Linked DNA regions of Sus scrofa: all the other regions are linked to region 1. Evidence: chromatin contacts called from public Hi-C and HiChIP or PLAC-seq data. All regions are on one chromosome and are shown on one strand. The core of a region is the stretch at or near the end of the contact, and the rest is flanking DNA. Distances in the headings are between cores, read along the strand shown.

What was found. A called contact is a pair of places that touch in the nucleus more often than the background predicts. HiChIP or PLAC-seq counts read pairs in DNA pulled down with a chosen protein or histone mark.
Region 2: a Hi-C map of skeletal muscle shows a contact between it and region 1, with 8 times the contacts expected there. The contact joins the promoter of SETD9 here to the promoter of SLC38A9 in region 1. A contact is called at or near these places in 1 of 47 Hi-C or Micro-C datasets (skeletal muscle) and 1 of 2 datasets of contacts at active chromatin or transcription factors (skeletal muscle).
Region 3: an H3K27ac HiChIP or PLAC-seq map of alveolar macrophages shows a contact between it and region 1. The contact joins the promoter of GPBP1 here to the promoter of SLC38A9 in region 1. A contact is called at or near these places in 1 of 47 Hi-C or Micro-C datasets (heart right ventricle) and 1 of 2 datasets of contacts at active chromatin or transcription factors (alveolar macrophages).

Annotation. Positions count from the first base shown.
Region 1 is chr16:34,857,327-34,860,899 of Sscrofa11.1, forward strand. SLC38A9 (sodium-coupled neutral amino acid transporter 9) reads right to left here and starts at 1,462. Exons shown (of 16, transcript XR_002339779.1): 1 at 1,317-1,462. It overlaps LOC102165748 (a long non-coding RNA gene), which reads left to right and starts at 1,150. Exons shown (of 3, transcript XR_308406.3): 1 at 1,150-1,285.
Region 2 is chr16:35,977,425-35,980,710 of Sscrofa11.1, forward strand. It overlaps SETD9 (SET domain-containing protein 9), which reads left to right and starts at 1,536. Exons shown (of 6, transcript XM_003133974.4): 1 at 1,536-2,942. The coding sequence starts at 2,845.
Region 3 is chr16:36,215,164-36,218,561 of Sscrofa11.1, forward strand. GPBP1 (vasculin) reads left to right here and starts at 2,072. Exons shown (of 13, transcript XM_005672465.3): 1 at 2,072-2,471.

The sequences.
Region 1 (3,573 bases), core at 212-2,711:
AAAGAATACTGGCAAAGGACTGAAATTTGTGTGCTATAAAATGCATGCCTGGTAGAAATTTTTAGCCTCTAAATGATTTTTTTTAAAATTTATGCTCCTATTGCCTTTTTAAAAAAAACTCTGTAAATTACTGTTTTAATTTGTAATTTGGGTATTCCCATTCTTCTAAGCTATTTACTTCTTATTGTAAATATTCAAGGTATTACAAAAATCACAATAAACAGCATATTGTTTTTACGTATGTAATAGATATGCAGCATTTAAAATTGAGAGAAGAAATCTAAGGTAACTGTTCTCACAGCTTCAGCGGGCAAATGGGAAACGGAAGATGAATTTTATTTGCTTCCAGGCAAATGAACTATAAGTGACATCTTAGTATGCTACCAGCCTTTCATCTTAATATGAAGCTTGTAGTTTGTGAGGCAAGCAGATTTTTGTTCAAGTTAAGACAAGAGTTTTTAACAAAAGTTAAAAACCTTTCCCTTGAGGGGCTGCCTGTTATCCTGCATAGGACAGCAGTAAAAGATAACAGGAAGGGGAACAGGTTAGAGTTTGCTAATCTACTGATCTGAGCAATAGATTATGGCATTGCTTGAGAATCATGAAAATTAGGTTTTAGTCAAGTTGGCCATTAACTGGTTGTCTGCTGGTGAGCAAGCCAGGTTCTTCAACTCGGTGGACCTCAGTTTCCTCACCTGGAAAGTGAGAGAATGCACTAGACTAGCTGCTCTCAAAGGCCCCTTTCAGCTCTGTTCTTCTAAGACAGGAAGATGTCAAGCCAGCAGCTACGAGGGCACTGGCTCTCACAATCGAGCCAAAGAAAAGCATGACAAAGACTTACTTGGCCCTCACCATCTGTAGTCCTAGCTCAAGGCACCAAGGGCTTTTCCCTGCATTCCCTTTTCCGGCCCTCTCCTACTCGGGACAGAGAAGGGTCTCCCCACTCCTCCCAATTCTCCTCCTCCCTCCTTCTCTCATCCGGGTGTTCACCTCCTGTAACCCTGTCTTTTCCCAAAGGCTCCAGCAGACTCCGATTCCCACAGTACCTCCAGTTCTCTCAGCCCCCGACCGAGGCCCTGACTTGGTCGCACCCGAGCCCTGTAGGAGCTTGCGCCGCCCCTCCGGAACCATCTCCTCCGGCCCGGGCTTTGGCCTCACAGCTCCCGCAACCGGCCACTGTACCGACGCGTTTCACCAAAGAACTTCCCCAGGTGACAGCCGGCTCCGCCGCAAGCTCAGCTGTTCCCGCTGCTTCCCCTCTGTTCCCTCCGCTCCCTCCCGCAAGGTGAGTTGGCAAGACCCGAAAGGTGCTCTACCTGTGCAGGCCAAGCCATTAATCTCACAGAAAGCGGTAAGAAGGCTGACACCCCTTACCCACTCGTCTAACTTGAGGCAGCCAGGCTTCCCGTTCCCTGAACAGGAAAAGACAACGGCCTAAATCGCGGGGGCCGGCGGGGGATGGAGTTCTAATCCAGCCGCCGCAATCAAACCTCCCGCCGCCAGGGACTACAACTCCCAGGAGGCTCTACGACAGCTAACACGCCTCCCGCCTCAGAGCCCAGCCCTCCGGCTTCGGGAGGCGGGGCTGCCTAGGCGGGCAAACCATGACTGATCTGCAATCTCATGTTTGCACCAGAGGAGGTTGCTGGCCCAAGGCACTTCAGACGTCTGGGAGGGTGCACAGCCTGCAGTTCTTACAGCCCCAGAGGCCCCATAAGAAAGGGCTGACGTGACATTTCTGTCTAGGGTTGACCTCTTATTATCTCTCTTCTCAGGCTTTTCTGTGCTCTGTTCTTTCGTCACATGCTTGAACCCTGCGGACACCAAGGAAGGCTGGCTTGAAAAAAAAATTGTTGGGTTGGCACTTTCCCTCCCTTGTCTAGACGCTTACGTTTTTTTATTTTTGACGTGTTGGCATATTAGTCACTAAGCTAAAAGAGGGACTTATTGGAGGATTTTAGCACCCTCTCCCCATCCCTAATAATTTCTCCCAAAGCCACCCCAAGTAAAAATACAGTATGAATAAAATTAGCGTGCTTGTTATAAAAAGTCTGCTCAAGGTAAGTCTTCTGAAAAACATATGGCAATACCTAAGGTCTTACAAAGGAAGACGATGGCTTTTTTTTTTTTAACAATCAGGAAAAATCGAACAATGCACTGTCATGTGTTAAGAATCTAAAATTAAAGAGCCCAAATTTTAAAAATGGCTAATATTGAGTGCCAAGCATTTTACTTACAATATCTCTTTAAGTCTTTACCATCATTCTAGAAGTGTATATTGTCTCTATTTTACAGTTTTCAGGAAACAGTCCTAGAGCATTTAAATGAGTTACCCAAGGCTGAACAACTATCAAGTGGCAGATGATCTGGAATTCAAATTGAGGTCTTACTCCAAACTTGTGCTCTTAAACACTGCCTCTGTTATTGAGGGTTTGGCAAGGCCTATGATGCGAAGAATATTGCCTTTAAAGCAGATAAATGTTACTTTGCTAATGGTGTCCTTATTAAAAAATTTTGCAACTGCTCTTTAGCCTGTTTTCAAATCAACAGTACATTCTTTTGATAGCTCCAGTGACAACAAAATTTTTTTTATTTCTCTGCTTTTCAGGCTGAGCAAATATTTTTAGGCAAGGCTGAGAAACGCAAAAGTTAGTGGTATGGAATCGTATCAGCAAGAATGGCTGAATAAGGAACTTGAAAACTATCCCTCCATAAAAGCAACAAATAAGCTGGCGAAACCATCAGAATCAACTTTTTTGGTACTCCGGAAACTAATTAATTAAAAAAAAAGTAACAACACTTAAGAAAAAACTGCCGAATTTTGGCAAGAGAGTTCTATGATCATCTCAAGCTTGGCAGAGACCTTGAAGACAGCAGCAAATATCCCTGGTGTAGGTTGCTGGTACCAGAGGGAGCAATATGGATCTTATTCTAAAGGAGTTGTAATTATGTGTTTTGACCTATCTTGTGGTTGCCTGATGGTTTGGTTCTAGGGCTTACCTTTGTTTCACCTACTTTCAAGCCTCCCCAGGGCTGAGGCAGCTTCTGAGACAGTGATTGCCAGAAGGATTTAAAGCAAATGTATTAGCCACTGCCGTCAGGGAAGGGATAACAGTTGGTGCAAGTAATAAACAGACCAAAAAGCCTAGGAAGGAAGGGGCTGGGGAAGCAGATACTTGAGGAGTGAGTGTTTTCAGAAGCTTCCTCTTATTCTGGGGAATCTGGACACAAGCTCAGAAAAGACCTGAGAAAACCCCAAACTCTCACTTCTGGCTGACCTTCAGACTCTGTGCAAGCAGGAAGTGAAGGCTAATGCAGAATTGTAAAGTATTTTGCTAAGCCTTGAAGGTAACATACAGCTAATTGGCAAAGAGTGGGAGAGGGGTTTTTTTTGGGGGGGAGGAGGGCATTTTGGCTGTTTATTATTTGCTTCTAGGCATTTAATAAGGACATCTCTGTTAAATTACTAGCTGACTACTAAGCTAATGGAACAGAGTGGTTACACAACAAAACATACAGACTTTATAGAATTAGTAGACTGGTAGTTGAGTCTGTTTCTGTCACAATTTCCTC
Region 2 (3,286 bases), core at 286-2,785, 1.1 Mb after region 1:
TCAGAATCCCAAGGGCATTTTTCACAGAAATAGAACAAGCAATCATAAAATGTGTATGGAACCTCAAAAGATCCCAAATAGCCAAAGCAATATTGAGAAAGAATAGCAAAGCAGGAGACAAATTATCCCTGATATCAAACTATATTACAAAGCTACAGTAATCAAAACAAAATGGCATTGGCTTAAAAACAGACACACAGATCAATGGAACAGAACAGAGAGCCCAGAAATAAACCCATGCACATATGGCCAATAAATTTACAACAAAGGAGAGAAGAATACACAATGGGGAAGGCACAGTCTCTTCAATAAGTGACGTAGGGAAGATTGTACTGCCACATGCAAAAGAATGAAATTGGACCACTATCTTTCAGCATACACAAAAATTATCTCAAAATGGATTAAAGACTTTAATGTATGACCTGAAACCATAAAACTCCTAGAAGAAAACACAGGCAGTTAAGCTCCTTAACATCATTCTTGCCTTTGAATTTTCAGACCTGACACCAAAAGAAAAGCCAACAAAAGCAAAAATAAATTAGCTGACATCAAACTAAAGAGCTTCTGCACTGCAAAGGAAACCATCAACAAAATGAAAAGGCAATTACTGAATGGGAGAAAAGATAAGCAAATTATAAATCTGATAAGGGATTAATGTCCAAAATACATAAAGAACCTACACAAATCAATAGCAAAAAAAAAAAAAAAATTGCATTGTGGCAAAGCAGAAACAAATCTGACTAGTATCTATGAGGATGCGGGTTTGATCCCTGGGCTCATTCAGTGGGTTAAGGATCCAGTGTTCCTGTGACCTGTGGTGCAGGTCGCAGATGTGGCTGGGATCCCACGTGACTGTGGCTGTGGCATGGGTAGCAGCTATAGCTCCCATTGGACCCCTAGCCTGAGAACCTCCATATGCTATGGATGTGGCCCTAAAAAGCAAAAAAAAAAAAAAAAAAAAAAAAATTCAATTTTTAAAAAGAACAGATCTGAATAGACATTTTCCAGTGAAGACATCCAAACAGCCAACAGGTGCATGCAAAGATGTTCAATATTACTAATCATCATGGAAATACAAATTAAAACCGCAATGAGATATCATCTCACACCTGTCATAAAGCCTATTATCAAAAAGTCAATAAATAACAAGTGATAGGGACGATGTGGAGAAAAGGGAACCTTTGTGCACTGTTGGTGGGAATGTAAATTGGTGAAATCATTATGGAAAATAGTATGGAGATTCCTCAAAAATTAAAAATAGAACTACAATGTGGCCCAGCAATTCCAATTCTGGGTATGTATCCAAAGGAAACCAAATCAATCTCAAAAAGACATCTGCACCCTCATGTTCCTTACAGCATTACTTACAATAGTCAAGACATGGAAACAACTCAAGTGACCACCAACAGGTGAATATATAAAGATGTGGTACCCGTGTACACACACACAGCCATTAAAAATGAAATCTTGTTGTTTGCAACAAGGATGGACCCTGAAGGCATTATTAAGTGAAATAAATCAGAGGCAAACAAATAGCGCATTATCTCACTTAGATGTGGAATCAAAGGAAAAAAAACAGAAGTAGAACAAAAAAAGAAAGAAAACTCACAGAAACAAAGAAGAGATTAATGGTTGGGGGAGGATGAAAGGGGTGAAAGTCAAAAGGTACAAATTTCTTTTATAAAATAGTCATGGGAATGTAATGTACAGCATGGTGACTTCAGTTAATAATACTCTATTGCACGTTTGAAAGTCATTGAGAGTACATCTTAAAACTTCTCATGACAAGAAAAAAATACTCTAGGTACGGTGACAGACACTAACTAGACTTGTGATTATTTTGCAATATATACAAATATGACATTATGTTACACACTTGAAGCTAATATGTTATATGTCAATTATACCTCAAAAGGTAAATAAATAAGCAAATAAGTAAGATCTGGGCAGACTGGTCCTTTATATTGGATATACATTATAGATGATTAAACCATATGATAAAAATTAAAGATTAAAAAAAAAAGCACTGGAAATACACACAAAACTGCTTTTTTATTTTTGAAGATAAGCATAATACTACAGGTAAGGAGTCAAATGCTTATTTTTGATTCCTTATAAGTTTGGAGATCTTAATGTTACTCTATGAATGCCATTCGTTCACACCCAGGAGGTGAATTGCTCCCATTTAGCAAATCAGGTAAATCTGGAGGATGCCAATCTAGCAAACACGGCACCTGACTGCAGAGCCTCTAGAGTTTGCAAACTTGCCTCTATCTAGAGTGAAACTCGGAGATATATTTTCTCTTTTTATTACTTTTTGAAATAGATTAGTCCTAAGGCTACTTGAACTTGCCTAAATAGTCACTAGATCTGACTTGTTCAATTTAGACTTTAGGCTAGGATCTACGCTCACTCTTAAAAAACAGGAAAGCAGATTTCCAGCCTGAGGAAAACGCATCAACACATTTATGTCCCAATAAACACCTGCTGATGTGAAGATGGTTGAGTTATTCTGGCAGTTTATCTCCACTGGAAATAAGCGTTGTCTAAACTTCTAAAAGTGCGCGTGACTGTAAATACACACGAACGAATGGAGAAATTAAAAGGGAACAAGGGGCTCTCCCACGGCTCTACGCACCTGTTTCAGCAAGCTGGGTCAGTAACGCGGAGGCACCGAGACACAGGCGACAGGAGCCAGAGGTACCCGGGCCACCGAGCCTGGGACTGAGGGCGGAGACCGGGAAGGGGCGGGACGGGGCGGCCTCCGCTCCTCCTCGGAGCGGGGAGGGCCCGAGACCGCGACTCACTCCCCTGCAGTCCCCATCACGCCGCCACGGGACAACCATGCCGGGCCGCCTGTTGCGGGACCTCCAGCAGCGATGGCGCCGTTATAAGTATCGATTCGTACCCTGGATCGCGCTAAACTTAAGCCACAACCCGAGGTGAGAAGGCTGGGCGGCCGGACCAGAAGCCTTTTTCTTCTGCCCAGGGACGCCATTGTGGCCGCTGAAACTTAAAAGAGAGGGCCCGAGGTGGGCGGAGCCTCAAGCAGGCGGAGCCTAAGACGGTCCAGAGGCCCTGAGGCGGGAGGGACCTGAGTGGGCGGGGTCCGAGGAAGGCAGGGCCAGAGGTGGATGAGGCAGAGGGGCCTGGGGTCCTGAAAAGGGCTTGGGGCTTTGGGTGGGCGGGGCCTGAGGCCTATTTCCCGTCGTCCTCTGCGCTGTGCTGTCAGCTAGGTCTTGTTGCCCGCGGGTGGTGGCTTTTTTCGCTGTCCTCAAGGGCTGGG
Region 3 (3,398 bases), core at 822-3,321, 1.4 Mb after region 1:
ATTATTGTGCAGTGGGTTAAGGATCCAGCATTGCTGCAGATGTAGCATGGGCCCAGATGCAGCTGGGGTTCCATCCCTGGCCCAGAAACTTCCATATGCCTCGAGTATGGCCAAAAGTTAAAAGATAATAAAAAGCAGAAAACGTAGATGAAGATATAAGGAATAGGCATTTGCATGAACCAGACAGATCAGCCACTATTCTACATCTTAGAATTTGTATTAGTAAAAATAGGAAAGATGTCCAGCAATTTATAAAGATATAAAAAAAGTTCACATGAAAAGATGTTCACGGGGGGAAACTCCTGGTTTTCTTTTTTTTTAATCTTTGCTAATCTGCTAGATGAAAGGAAGTATATAGTTGATTTTATTTTCATTTTTTGATTTTTAGTGAGGCACAGCATTTTTTAATGTAAATACTGACACGTACATGACCAGCTTCTTCTGCCTTTTGACTTTTTAATGAGAGTTGGTACAGTTATCTGTTCCTTAAAGATTTGTAAGACCTCTTGTTATATTTATCATGTAAATTAAACATTGTTAGATATTGAGAGCAGCCAGAGATAGATAATTAAATATTAACTTTTCTGTCATATATGTTACAATTGCTTCCCTATATCACTATTTGATTTTCAACTTTGTCTTTTGCCATAAGGAAGGCAAAAATTTGTTTTCAAGTGATCAGTATTTTCTTTAGTTTTTTGAATTGACATCATGCTTAGAAACAGGAGCAGAAGCAGGTCTTGTCCCAATACATGTCACTTCAACGGAAGCAATGTGGAACGGTGGAAAGAACGTAAATTAAGACCCAAACGGACTGAAGTTCAAGTCTGGCACAGCCTAGTTGTGGCTCCCACTTCTATGTTGTGTAACCTGAACCAGATTCCTCATCTGCAAAATGGGGAAAATAACACTCACTTCAGAGACTGATATAAGAAAGTGCTTGGCACAGACAAGGCATCCAGCAAGTGTTCTCATTTCTTTGCACACAGCGAGATATTATTGATTGCCAAGGGTCCATGTCCTTCGCAAAGACGAAAAGATTGAGAAGTGTAATTTTTGGTGAGTTTGTATTCACACATTCTTTCAGGGAGCTTTTAGAGGCAGTCCATTGAACTACAAACCCCATAATGAATATAAAAGAATCATAAAGTTTCCGTGTATGAAGCCTTTGTGGTTTGGAAGAGGGCGAAGAGCCAAGCATTTTTTATTTTCTGGATTTTCCCTCAAGACACCCTCCCCCCACATACTCCTAAACTTCCTCTTGGAAGGCTAATTTCACAGGTTTCAAAATGAGCTTTCAGTTACAAGGCGAAAAGGTATCGCAATCATAAAACGTTGACGCCCACAAACTTCATAGCACAAAATCGTGTAAGCTGTATGGGACCGAGACCTTGCTAAAATAATTCTCCCCTATTGCAGATTTAATAGAAAAACATACGTTAGCATGATTACATCCCGTAGCCATTTTTAATCCTTTGAGAATCTGGGCTTAGCCCCAACGAGAGAGTCTCGTCACCGACCTCCCGCATATATATTATGTCCGACACACTCTCGTATTTGCATTCGATAGTGGATCGGCTGCTTGAGGGCGCCGGAACAGACCAGCGCCAACCCAGCCGGTGCCCGCCTGCGCAGGGCTGTGTACAAGCGAGCATGTGATCTCCCCATCCGCCAGGCCCCAGCTCGGTACCCGACGCGTCTCGCTCAGCCGCTCCTCCGAGCGTGGAGCCCGGAAGAACGCCGCGGCGCGCTCTACTCGAGCCCGTGCAGCCGCCTCCCGAAGCAGCCTTTCCCTTTCGCCTTCCCGGCGGCCCAAGGTCTTAAGCTCCCGGGACGCCCAGGACCGGGGGAAGGGCGGAAGGAGGGGCTCCTTTGGGAGCAACGGGGAATTCCCCCTTCCACCGAACGTTCCCGATTGTTCATAGTCTTCACGTCAGCAGCAGGGGGTAATCCCCGACTCCAGCTGCTCCTGACGTCACCGTGCGGAGCCACCGCCCCCCGCGCGCCCCTGCCTCCGGGACCTCCGTGAAGCCCCGCCCCTAGCCATAACCACGCCCTCTGCACCCTCCCTCAGCCGCTCGACGTAGAGGGCGGAGCTTCTTTGGCCGGGGCGTGAGCGGTTGCTTGGGCCAGAAGGTTCTCTGGTAGAGGCGCTCCTCCTGCTGCCCCGCCCAGTAGGTTCGTTAGCACCGCTTCTTCCATACCCTATTTCCCTCCTCCTTCTCCTCGCCCCGCCTTTCCCCTCCCTTCTCCTCAGCCCCTCCGGTTCCTTCCCCGCCTCGCCACCTTCCACGATCTCGCGAGACTTGGCCCAGAACATTGCGGATCGGGTCGGCGCCATTTTGGGACTGAGACTGGTTGTGGGGGAGGGAAAAGCGGCAAAAGGGGATTATTCAAAGTACCGAAAACCTCCTCCCGGGATCGAGCGCAGCGGCACCCCCAGGCCAGGGGCACCTCTGGTGTGGCAGAAGGTAACACCGTCTTCTGTGGTCCGCGCCGGGGTCTGGGGAGGAGGGGGTGTCTGTGTCGGCGTTGAGGTTTGAGGGGTCGGGAGCGGCGTTGGCGGCGCGAGGTGTGAGGCTGCCCACGGGCGGGGGCGGGGGGTGGCGGGAGAGCAAGGAGAGAGAGGGAAGGACGGTGCTGGGAGGCCCCTCTAGGTATTGACTCGGCCCGGGTGGAGCGGAGGTGGCGGTTGTGGGGAGGGGGTGGGTGGCTTAGCCTTGGCTGCTCAAGGGGGGGGGGTGTTGTTTGGCGGAGGCTGGGAACCGGTCCGACGCCTTCCTCGCTCGGTCTTCCTCCGGCCTCTCGCATGCGCCCGCCTGCTTTTGCACCGCTGCCGCTCTCGGAGGGCTGAGGGAGTCGAGGCCGAGTTGTGGCCTTCGGTGTTTTCTCGGCGCGCCCGCTCTGCCCGCCTCTCCGGGTCCGTGGCACTAGCTGTGGACCGAGTCGAGCGCTCCCTTGCCCCTCGGAGTCCTGTGGGGTCTGAGGGGACCTAGTCTGTTCGTGGGGAGAACCTCTCAATGTGGCTTACGAGAAGGGCTCGGTACCTTCACCTCTTCAGTGTTGGGAGAAACCTGTTTTCTTAATTCAAGGGAATGGGAACCCTCAGATCTCGCTGCTGCCCTTAGAAGCCTGGGTAAGTCTCTCCCCCGGGCGAATTTAAGGAATGTTCTTTCCCCACTTCTCAGCCACTTACCTTTCTACTTAGAGTGGGGAAAATGTGCCTCCTCTTTTAGACATTCTGATTTGGAGGGAGCGTCTTTCTCTTTATATCCCTCATTTGCTAAGTTGCATTTCTTAATGCTCGGTAGCTTTGCACCTTTCTATTCGTTTTCCTTTGGTAGATTTAATAGAAATACAGAGAGTCTTTTATAAGATTGTGTGCCCGTTTCAGTTTA